Linked DNA regions of Mus musculus: region 2 is linked to region 1. A link is a contact called in public Hi-C data. All regions are on one chromosome and are shown on one strand. Each heading gives the region's core, a stretch centred on a gene start, on an enhancer-like site or on the middle of the called end of the contact. The rest is flanking DNA. Distances are from core to core; before and after follow the strand shown. Region 1 overlaps Ptprd (protein tyrosine phosphatase, receptor type, D). Region 2 overlaps Ptprd (protein tyrosine phosphatase, receptor type, D).

Region 1 (4,647 bases), core at 1,014-3,513:
ACCTTTAATCCCAGCACTCAGGAGGCAGAGGCAGGCAGATTTCTGAGTTCAAGGCCAGCCTGGTCTACAAAGTGAGTTCCAGGACAGCCAGGGCTATAGAGAGAAACCCTGTCTCAAAAAAAATATATATGTATATATGTATATGTATGTATGTATATATATTTTTTGACACACACACACACACACACATATGGGCTAGAGGAGGCCTTAGTGGAACTGCTAAGTGGATATCTAAACAGTGATGTTGATATGGTCTTTCATTAGAATGTGTGACTCTGGTCCAAGGCATGATGGGATGGCTACACAGACTATGGCTGTGATTTAAGATTATGTCATAAACTAGTGGTTACTCTGAGTGTCTTACACCAAAACAAATTGCTAGTCTTACTAAGAATGTCAATAGTTCAGAGACATTTTATTGCTCTGGCATACAACCATAGAGGACGGTTTATTTTGGTCATAATATGCTATATTCTGTGTTAAATAAAACATGATGATGGTGAGGCCATACACCTTTCCCAGCTGTAAAGTAAATGTTTATGACTTGGGTATTAATATATCTTGAAGTAAGATAAATAGCTACAATATAGTGAACACATCATTGCTACTGGCTGCTCTGAGCCACAGGCCTGCCCTCTTCTATCCGCACATGTGAATAGGCCTGTTGCAATATGCCTGGTGTTTTGAACAAGAGAACTTGAAACTTTTGTTGTTCTCCAATGTGAAATAACGGGAGATAATATCCAGGACTGAAAGGAACTAGTAGAGAAATCCCAAGGTGTCTGCTGCGATGGAACGGTAGGGACAGTGCTGGAGTTGATGTCACCTGGGACCAGTAAACCATTTTTCACTGACACCAATTTCAGTTTGGTTAAACTGAGAAGGTAGTCTGGGAATGAAAGTAGCTAAGAAATTTCTCCCAAGCAATAATATAGGAGTGTTGTGTGTGCAAGTGTATATGTTTTCATAAAACTGATAGCCTTCAAATGTATTTGCTTCAGAAACTGAAAGCATTGTTACAAATCTTTATTAAAGAGGTATGGCTTTTTTTTTGTACATACACTAATTTAGTATATTATTATATAGCTATCTTTTTGTAGAATAAGATATGCAAAAGAACTGACTCAGTTTTTGTTTGGGCTGAGAAAGTCTTACTTGTAGCTCTGGCTTGCCTAGAAATCCCTATGAAGACAAGGCTGGACTTGAATTCACAAAGATCCACCTGCCTCTGCTTCCTGCATAGTATGGTTAATGCAGTGGGCCACATTAAACAGTCTTTATTGAGAATTCAGCAAAACCCTGTAATTAATAATATCGTCTAAATAAATATTTTGTCTTCTAAATGATTAAGCACTTAAAATCTGATTCATATAAAAACACTTCTTTGGTATTCAGTGTTTTAAATGCTCTCACCATTTGTTAATTTTTATTCAAGTATATAATGGTCAGTGGGAAAATTAAAATGCAAACTAAAAAGAAACGATTTCCCTCTAAGCAAGTGTTGTTTTTAAAGGAAGTGGTGATTTAAAGGCTATGTTTGGAAACTGCCCAGCACTGTTCTCAATTAGATGAGTCCCCTGCTAGGAGCATTAGTATTCTAAGTTTGTAAGATTTATGTCATGGGCTTATTTTGTGTAATATCCACACATTATAGGCATTCAAGGCACTTTAACGCAAATACAATTATTTAAGTAATAAGAAATTTTAGGTATGCATCTCTGTCCCTTCTAGATATTACCCACTAAATTGAGATTCCCTGTTTATTTCCATTTAAATGTATTTCTCCACATAGCCACAGCTCTAGGGCAGAGAGTTATGGCAATGATCTATAGTCTTCCAAATTTTCTCATTCAATGTTAGATAACTATTAGAACCGGCAACATTTTAAGGGATATTAAACATCTTGGCTACTGGAACCTTTCCAGCTGGATATATGTATTAAGAAATCAAGACGATTTATTTTTGCATATTAAATCGATTTTAAATATATATATATATAATTTGCATTCCTTTACAGGCCAGGAAAGCATCTACATCCATGTCCACTAGCTGGCCTGAGGGACTTGTGCTGGCCCTGTCTAAGTTCAACCTTGACCATGACTGATCTCTTACATACTCAGGCAGCTGCCCCACCCACCAGCAAACACTCCTCAGCTAGCTATTTGAAAGCATAAAAGATGGAAAGCCTGACAACTGGTTCTATGCTAGGGCTGTGAAGTCATGTCCAAGCAGGCAATGATAATAATAGATGAGCAACCAGCCGTGGCCTGGCCCTGTCCACAGAGCAAACCTGAGCTGACAGTAATTGGACCCTGGCACTGAAACCGCCAAGGATTCAACTCCTTAGCTTGTAGATAAAAATAAACCTTTAAAGGACTTAATAAAATGAGCTCTAGGTGGAGCTGAGGATAACATAATAACATTACTATTGTGTGCTTAAAGTTATACATGAATAAAATAAGCCTAGGAGCATTACCGTGCAAACATTGTATTCTTGTCCTCGGTGAACTGCAATACATGCAGAGCACACATTAAGGGAATCAATGAGAAGATGGGTCCTTTCCCACTCCTTTAGTTCCAGTTTCTCCTATGGGTTCATATGTATGTACATAAATATCATTTCACCTCTGGTGGTGAGAGAGTCACAGAAACAGAGAAACTGCTCAGATATTGTGGAGACACTTATCAGATGGCTTGATCTTCAAATATCAAGTTCCTAATTGTCTCCTTTGGCCAATGTGGATCCTGCAACCAGTTCATTTCCGTTCGAATTATGTATGCTTTTCTAGAGAAACACAGTATCTAAGCCCCAGGAATATGGGAGGCTTTCCAAAGAAGCAGAGCCAGTTTACCAACAATTCCACCCCACCCCACCCCCTCCCCGACCCTGCCACACCACACTCTAATTTCCAGCTCAGGGTACTGAGTCAGAAAACAAAGGACTTTCCCATACACACATAACCTTGTGAAAAACCTGCAAACAAGATTTTAATGACACTATTTACCAGTAGAGAATGCATGCAGAAATAACCAGAAATATTTCTTGCTGTGGGTTTTCCCCCTTTCCCCCAATTTAACTGATGCAGGCCACATCATAGCAATTTAAGTTGGTTTTGTGACAAATTATTAAGATACTTATTATGGAAAGAAAATCAACCAATAATTACTGCCCTAGCACAAGGCTATTGTTTTCAGCATAAACAGAAGCTGGGGCTGACAGCTGATGTGCCAGCCCCCTGCTAACTTAGAAAACATTTGCAGAGCCCCAAGGCCTCTTGCCAGACTCAGGCATGCTGTAGCCACCCAGATCAGCCAACAGGGCTGCACTGACCATGTTCAGGGCCTCCTACTGTGTTGGCCCTACTTTCAGGTGCTAAAAATACAGTCCGCATTATTAAGGACTCCAATTTTACAAAAACACTGGCCTTTGAACATCACTCTGAAACATCAATATGGAATCCCAAGGACTTGGACTTTTAGATAAGACCTCAAAAGTTATTGGACCCTTTAGTGTCCACAGAATATTATGGAAGGAAGAAAATATTTTCTTGTATTTGAGAAATAGGACCATTTATGAATACACAGCAGGATGCATAGACCATAACTTAGATGATCATAAGGAGAATTGGTAAAGGAGCCTGAGTTTATCCTGCAAAAATCCTTCCTTATGCCAAGTGGAAGTAAAGCCCTCGGGATCCCCAAAGAGATGAACGCCACTTATTTCCTGGACTCATTTTATAGCCACGTCATAGTTTCTAATTCCATGAGAGGAAATGGTGCTTTAAAGCCTGCTGCAGAGCCTTTGACAAATTTTAGTCTCTGATGTTTTAGGAACTATAGAGAGTGAAGGCTGCTTTTTGAGGTGGATCTAAAAATGCTACAAAAAGATCTCTTTTTCAAGGCACAGCTTGCAAGACAAAAAGACAGAAGGAAATCTTAAGGGATGTGCAGGCGCTGATTCTTAAATACCTGTGATTCCAACTCCCCAGACAAATGGTACCTAGGATTTCCTAAGCACCTCAGTGAGATGAACTGTGATAAAGACAGCAAGCTTTAAAAGACAACACTTGCACACTGGACTTGCCCATGGGCGTGTGGAAAAACAGTCCTTTCTTAGAGGTTCTGTCATCATTCACTGCACATCCTAGTTTCTCAGGGGTGAAACCCTTCTAAATCACTACCATGAGTGTGCCTAAACACTCACTGCATTCCATTGGCCAAAACGGTGTACATCATTCATATCTTTCTCCCTACCTGCGAAAAATCACAGCAGTCAGAGCTAGTATGACAAACCCTTATGATTTTACAACCTCAAATGAACCCTTATACCATCTATTAATCAACCTATTACCTGTACCTGTCTACAGCAGCCTGCCTTGCTCTAACCTTTCACCCCAAAGAGACAGATTCTCAAGTTTCCTGTTACACAGATGAAATAATGGTATCCAACATTTGTAAATTTTTTCCACATCTAACTAGAAAACACTCTCTTGTTTAGTTTGCCCTAGAAAGACAAACTGTGTTCCGTGTGTTCTTTATTCACCCCCTTCATGCCCTGGGGCATTGCTACACAACATATCTATTTATACACACATCACCAATTCTACTTTCTCCCTGGCTAACAGACAATTCCTGTAAAAGCATGGA
Region 2 (4,647 bases), core at 893-3,392, 180 kb after region 1:
TGTAACATAGAAATACTAATTAATGAGCATTTAATATACATAATATTAGTTTAGGGATTAGATGTAATACTGAAAGGAAGGAACCAAACAGAATGTCTAGCACCGCAGTAAGTACTCAGTACATTTTATCAACTACCACTAACAGCAACTACCACTAACATGACCACGAAAACACGGTGATCACTATCATTAGTGATCAATATCAACAATACTAATGGAAGTTTTCTCCAAAGAGGAATGCTGAATTCTTTCTCAAGAGTCCCAAGTTTTTTCAAGGGACTCAGCCTAGGGCATCCACATAACTTAGGCTGCCACTAAGCTATATCTCCTGTACCTCCAGCTTATCATCATAGGCATATATTTACAGTGGTTCTCAACCTCCCTAATTCTGTGACCGTTGAATACAGTTCCTCATGTTGTGGTGCCCCTCCCCATTACAAAATTATTTAATCACTGTAATTCTGCTACTATAATGAATGTTCATGTAAATATCCAATATATATGGTAATCTGATACGGGACCTTTATGGGGGTTGCAACCCAGAGACTGAGCACCTTTGGCTTATGATGAATTTATTCTTTACATTCATGATTTAAATTAAATACAACTCAAATTCAAATCCTTAGTTCCATTCAATCCAAAGAAAAAGACAGAGTAAGTGAGTTGGGCATTAGTTGGTTAGACAACACTTAGAAAGACTTCAATGATCACAAATTGATACAATAGACATAGAGGAAAGAGGGATTCTTGGAATCATATCTGAGAAGCAGAAAATCCCACGGCAGACACTCCCAAGATAGTTCAGGATCTGCTCTTGCTCAAAAACAGGTCACCTTGGGGCTCTGAGTGAGAAAGCTGGCAGGACATGCAAATTACAGTCAGCCTGCAGAGGACTGTGTCAGCTGTTGATGGGGAGTTTGCTCTTGATTGTATAGACAAGGGGAAAAGAAAATGCCACATTTCAGAAAAGAAGAGAGAGAAAACACTAAGACAACATGGAAAGCTATTTATGGGCTGCAGAACATCCAAGCACATGGTAAAGTCAGAAAGGGAAAGGAAGCCATACAATAAAGAAATTCCAGGAATAGAACTACAGAACTGGATAACAAGAAGGGAAGAAGATAGGTGCAAAGGATGACACCAAATTTCCTTCCGGAGGGCTAAATCAGATGAGGTGTGGTGTGAAGGAAAATGACTACAAATACTGTATGGGAGATATTATTTAGAGTTTATTATTCAGAGCTCGTGATTCAGGAAAGCCTTTTATTGACAACGATCCGTCCAGCTGATAGAAATTTAGGATAGGTACTTGAGGAGTGCTATGAAATCTACTTTCAGGGTAATCTATGCAGAAACTGTTGGTTCTATGCTAACTTGACAGGAATATCCCAGGAGACAGCAGAGGAGAATCTGAGAAGATTAATCAATATTCAAAGAGTTTATAATAGAGATGGAAGCTAGGAGGCCTGAACATCACAGGAAAGGAGAATCCATGAAGAGAAGAAAGCAAGAATCAAGGAAAGAGCTCAGAGCAGTACCCACCCGTGGGAGCCTCCGATAGAAGTTGTTTTCAACATTTTTTTTCTTGTCGGGAACTACTATAATCCTCCAAGGAAAAATAAATAAAACTGATTACATGAACAGTAAGTAGATTTGGAGTATTTAAGGTATTTCTAGGTTATTATTCCCTGCTAGTCAAAAAATCATGAGAAAGATTAGACTAAGGTATAAAAACAGATCTGAGGAATCAGACTGAACCATTTCAACCAGAGAAGAATGAATTGGTAAGGTCCCCCCCTTTAAAAACCTTTAAGAATATGTCGATTAAAATACAACATGGAGGAGATATGTTTCCCAGGGAGTTGAGGGCCTATGTGTGAAAAAAGAAATGATTAGTGCCATTCAATATTTCGTTGTAGTGAACGCTGGGGAGGATGGAAAATAATCGTATGGTAAACACTAAACAAATGTCTTTTGACCTATAATAGGACACTGTGTCGGTATTTGATGTGGCTAGTCTCATTTCTTCCTGTGGAACTGTGCTGGTGGGTCTTAGGGAAAGACAGAATGCAGTAAGTAAATTCCTATCTTCCATCAACACATTTGACCTCAGAGCAAACCCCACAACTGGCTACAGGCACCACCATCCATCACCGCTCTTGAAACTGGATCTTTGAGGAAAAGACAGCTGCACTGGGCAAGGGCTGAGCAGCTTTCTAAGATGCAGTGCACTTTTTTCAAAGCACTTATTTTGGTTTAGTATTTTAATTAACTGCGTTTCTAAGCATTTCTTTCCCCAAAACTGCAGTTCCACATCAACAGCTATCCTTGGGAATCTATTAATTCATTCTTGACTTTTAAAGGAAATGCTCCCCGTACATTCTAGGCAAAGTCATTTCTAGCTTTTAGTTTGAAAGCTTTTCTGAGATAGTGGTGTACTGAGGCATGCTAATATGCACAGACTGCAATGAACACGCTGGGCAAGAAAGATTGTTCTAGGATATGCAGTGATTACAACAAATATACACCAGAAAGCAGAGGAGGAGGGAAGGATGTAGACACCTACATCCAACAGATCTGAGTTTTAAATCAGTCAACAATTAAACATGTGCCTAGCATGAAGCATACACATGGCTAACACATATAGAGCTTACATAGGTCCTTTTTTCACCTTAAAAAATAAGAATTGTTTATTACACTGTTAGCTGGACTGTCATCGTTTGGGTGGTTATTCTCTCTTCCTTAGAGATGGTGAAACTGAGACTCTCAAATGCTGCCTCCCACCCCAGGGAGAATGTGATAGGACTGAGAGCCTGAGTTTCCCTTAGAGAAAACCTATTGCCATCCATCTTTTCAAAGGCTGGAGAAAAAATAAATAGATATAGATGTAGATAGATAGATAGATAGATAGATAGATAGATAGATAGATAGATAGATAGATAGATAGATAGAGAGATAGATAGATAGAGAGATGATAGATTAGAGTGAGTTGACATTACATAGGAATTTCTGATACCTTGCTATCCAATGCTTACAGTTGATCATTCTATTTATTTTAAAATACAATTTCCACAAATCTCCAAACAGATCCAAGAAACTTTTTAAAAATTACAATCAATTCCTCAACCTCAATTTCTTTCATTAGCTACTGCTACATTAGCTCAAAGGTTGGCTTTTTTTTGTTGCTCTTTAAAGACAATTAAGATTTTGTAAATTCAATTAATTTCAAGAAGCTGATGGATTTACGAATGTTAAAGCCAGTAAACAGCAACATGAGAGGGCTATGAATCTCCTGACACTGTTATCTGAAGGTCAACCCTCAGCAAAGAGGCAGTCTTTCTGGTCAGTGAGCGCAAAGCACCATGACAAAGCCTAGGCTCAAATGGTGCTCTGCTATGGGACTCGGTTCTTAACACTCTGTTGTCAGTGCCACACAGCCATTGGTAGTGTTGGGGGAGAGGATCACCTAAGTGGTTGGTCCATTACTGTCGGCTGGTCTGCCTGTATCCATGACCTAGCCCTTACAGACAGAAAAAGCTGCTTTTGCTTTCCAAATGATTTTTGTCAATTTATTGCCTGTTACATACAGAAATTTGACTTAGGGAACAGAAGATCATGGTTAAAGAGCCATGAAAGGCATTCCTTCAAAAAATATTGATATAGACTGATTGATTAAGTATATCAGCATCAAACAGAACTAATTCAAATTGGCCACTGAATTATCTTGAGCGAGAAGACTCTGCAAGCATCATCTCGGGCCATTTCTCCCGAGTTGCTTTGAGAGGGGTGGCAATATGAATGAACAGAATTTTAAGTGACTTTAATGTCAAGTCTTAATGCCCAAGTCTTAAAAATACTTTCATTAATAAAATATTAATAGAAAGAAATGAAATCAGCTAGCTGCATAAAAACATCCGTGATTTGTTAATCAGGAAACAAGGAGCTAACAGTTTAAGGAAATTTCATGTTATGTGCCTGGTCAGAAAGCTGCCTTGTGTGCTCCAAACTCACCATTTTATCATGGCATTAATATTTAGGTTTCATTAAGTCAGAGACTGCTACAAAATATGAGCATTTGCTCTTTGACCTTGCCAAGACTTACAACATGAAAAAAAAACCCTCTCAATTTTTACACTGGATGCTATAATTTTATGAGATGAGCAATCAGTGAACGCAAGCCATGTATTCTTTTAGCTGTCTTTCCTTAGAGCTTAACTGTGAAAAACTTAAATATACTTCTCCTTTTTTAAAAAATAGAAGGGAAATTTCGACAATTTCCTTGTTGAAATATACTCAAACCAAGGATGACATTTTCATAAGCATTACCAATTCCTGATTAGAAGCAAATGAGATTATCCATAGGGGATATCCAAAGCAAACCCATCCTTTAGTAGAAATGTTACTGTAATACAAAACCCACAGACACTTAGGCACGTGACACCTGTTCACCAAAAGTCACTGGCAAATACTATCTACGTAATCTCCTTCCACATTACCAAACTACTTCAGTGAAGTATTATTACACAGGGATCCCCAGTCTCATAGTCTACAAAAAATAACTCCTCTCCTTGGTCCTCTTTGGCAAATTAGTGATAATATAAATCAGAAGGTTTTAAAGTACTGATTTTGCTTGAGGCCACAAACTAC

The links. Hi-C and Micro-C count contacts between places; a contact is called where the count stands out from the background.
Region 2: a contact with region 1 is called in a Hi-C map of myocytes, with 4 times the contacts expected there. The contact joins two enhancer-like sites. A contact is called at or near these places in 11 of 484 Hi-C or Micro-C datasets (brain, cerebellar granule neurons, cerebellum and 5 more) and 2 of 115 datasets of contacts at active chromatin or transcription factors (forebrain and neural tube).

Annotation. Positions count from the first base shown.
Region 1 is chr4:76,257,633-76,262,279 of GRCm38.p6, forward strand. The region is part of intron 11 of Ptprd (protein tyrosine phosphatase, receptor type, D); the gene reads right to left. Among named protein-coding and RNA genes, the nearest start is that of Gm46893, 78 kb to the right of the region's middle. Within about 2 kb of position 2,264, at least 16 of the 459 cell types and tissues checked have an H3K27ac peak or open chromatin away from gene starts, as enhancers often do. A contact at or near this core is called in myocytes, where this site is marked.
Region 2 is chr4:76,441,614-76,446,260 of GRCm38.p6, forward strand. The region is part of intron 10 of Ptprd (protein tyrosine phosphatase, receptor type, D); the gene reads right to left. Among named protein-coding and RNA genes, the nearest start is that of Gm42303, 7.0 kb to the right of the region's middle. Within about 2 kb of position 2,143, at least 11 of the 459 cell types and tissues checked have an H3K27ac peak or open chromatin away from gene starts, as enhancers often do. A contact at or near this core is called in myocytes, where this site is marked.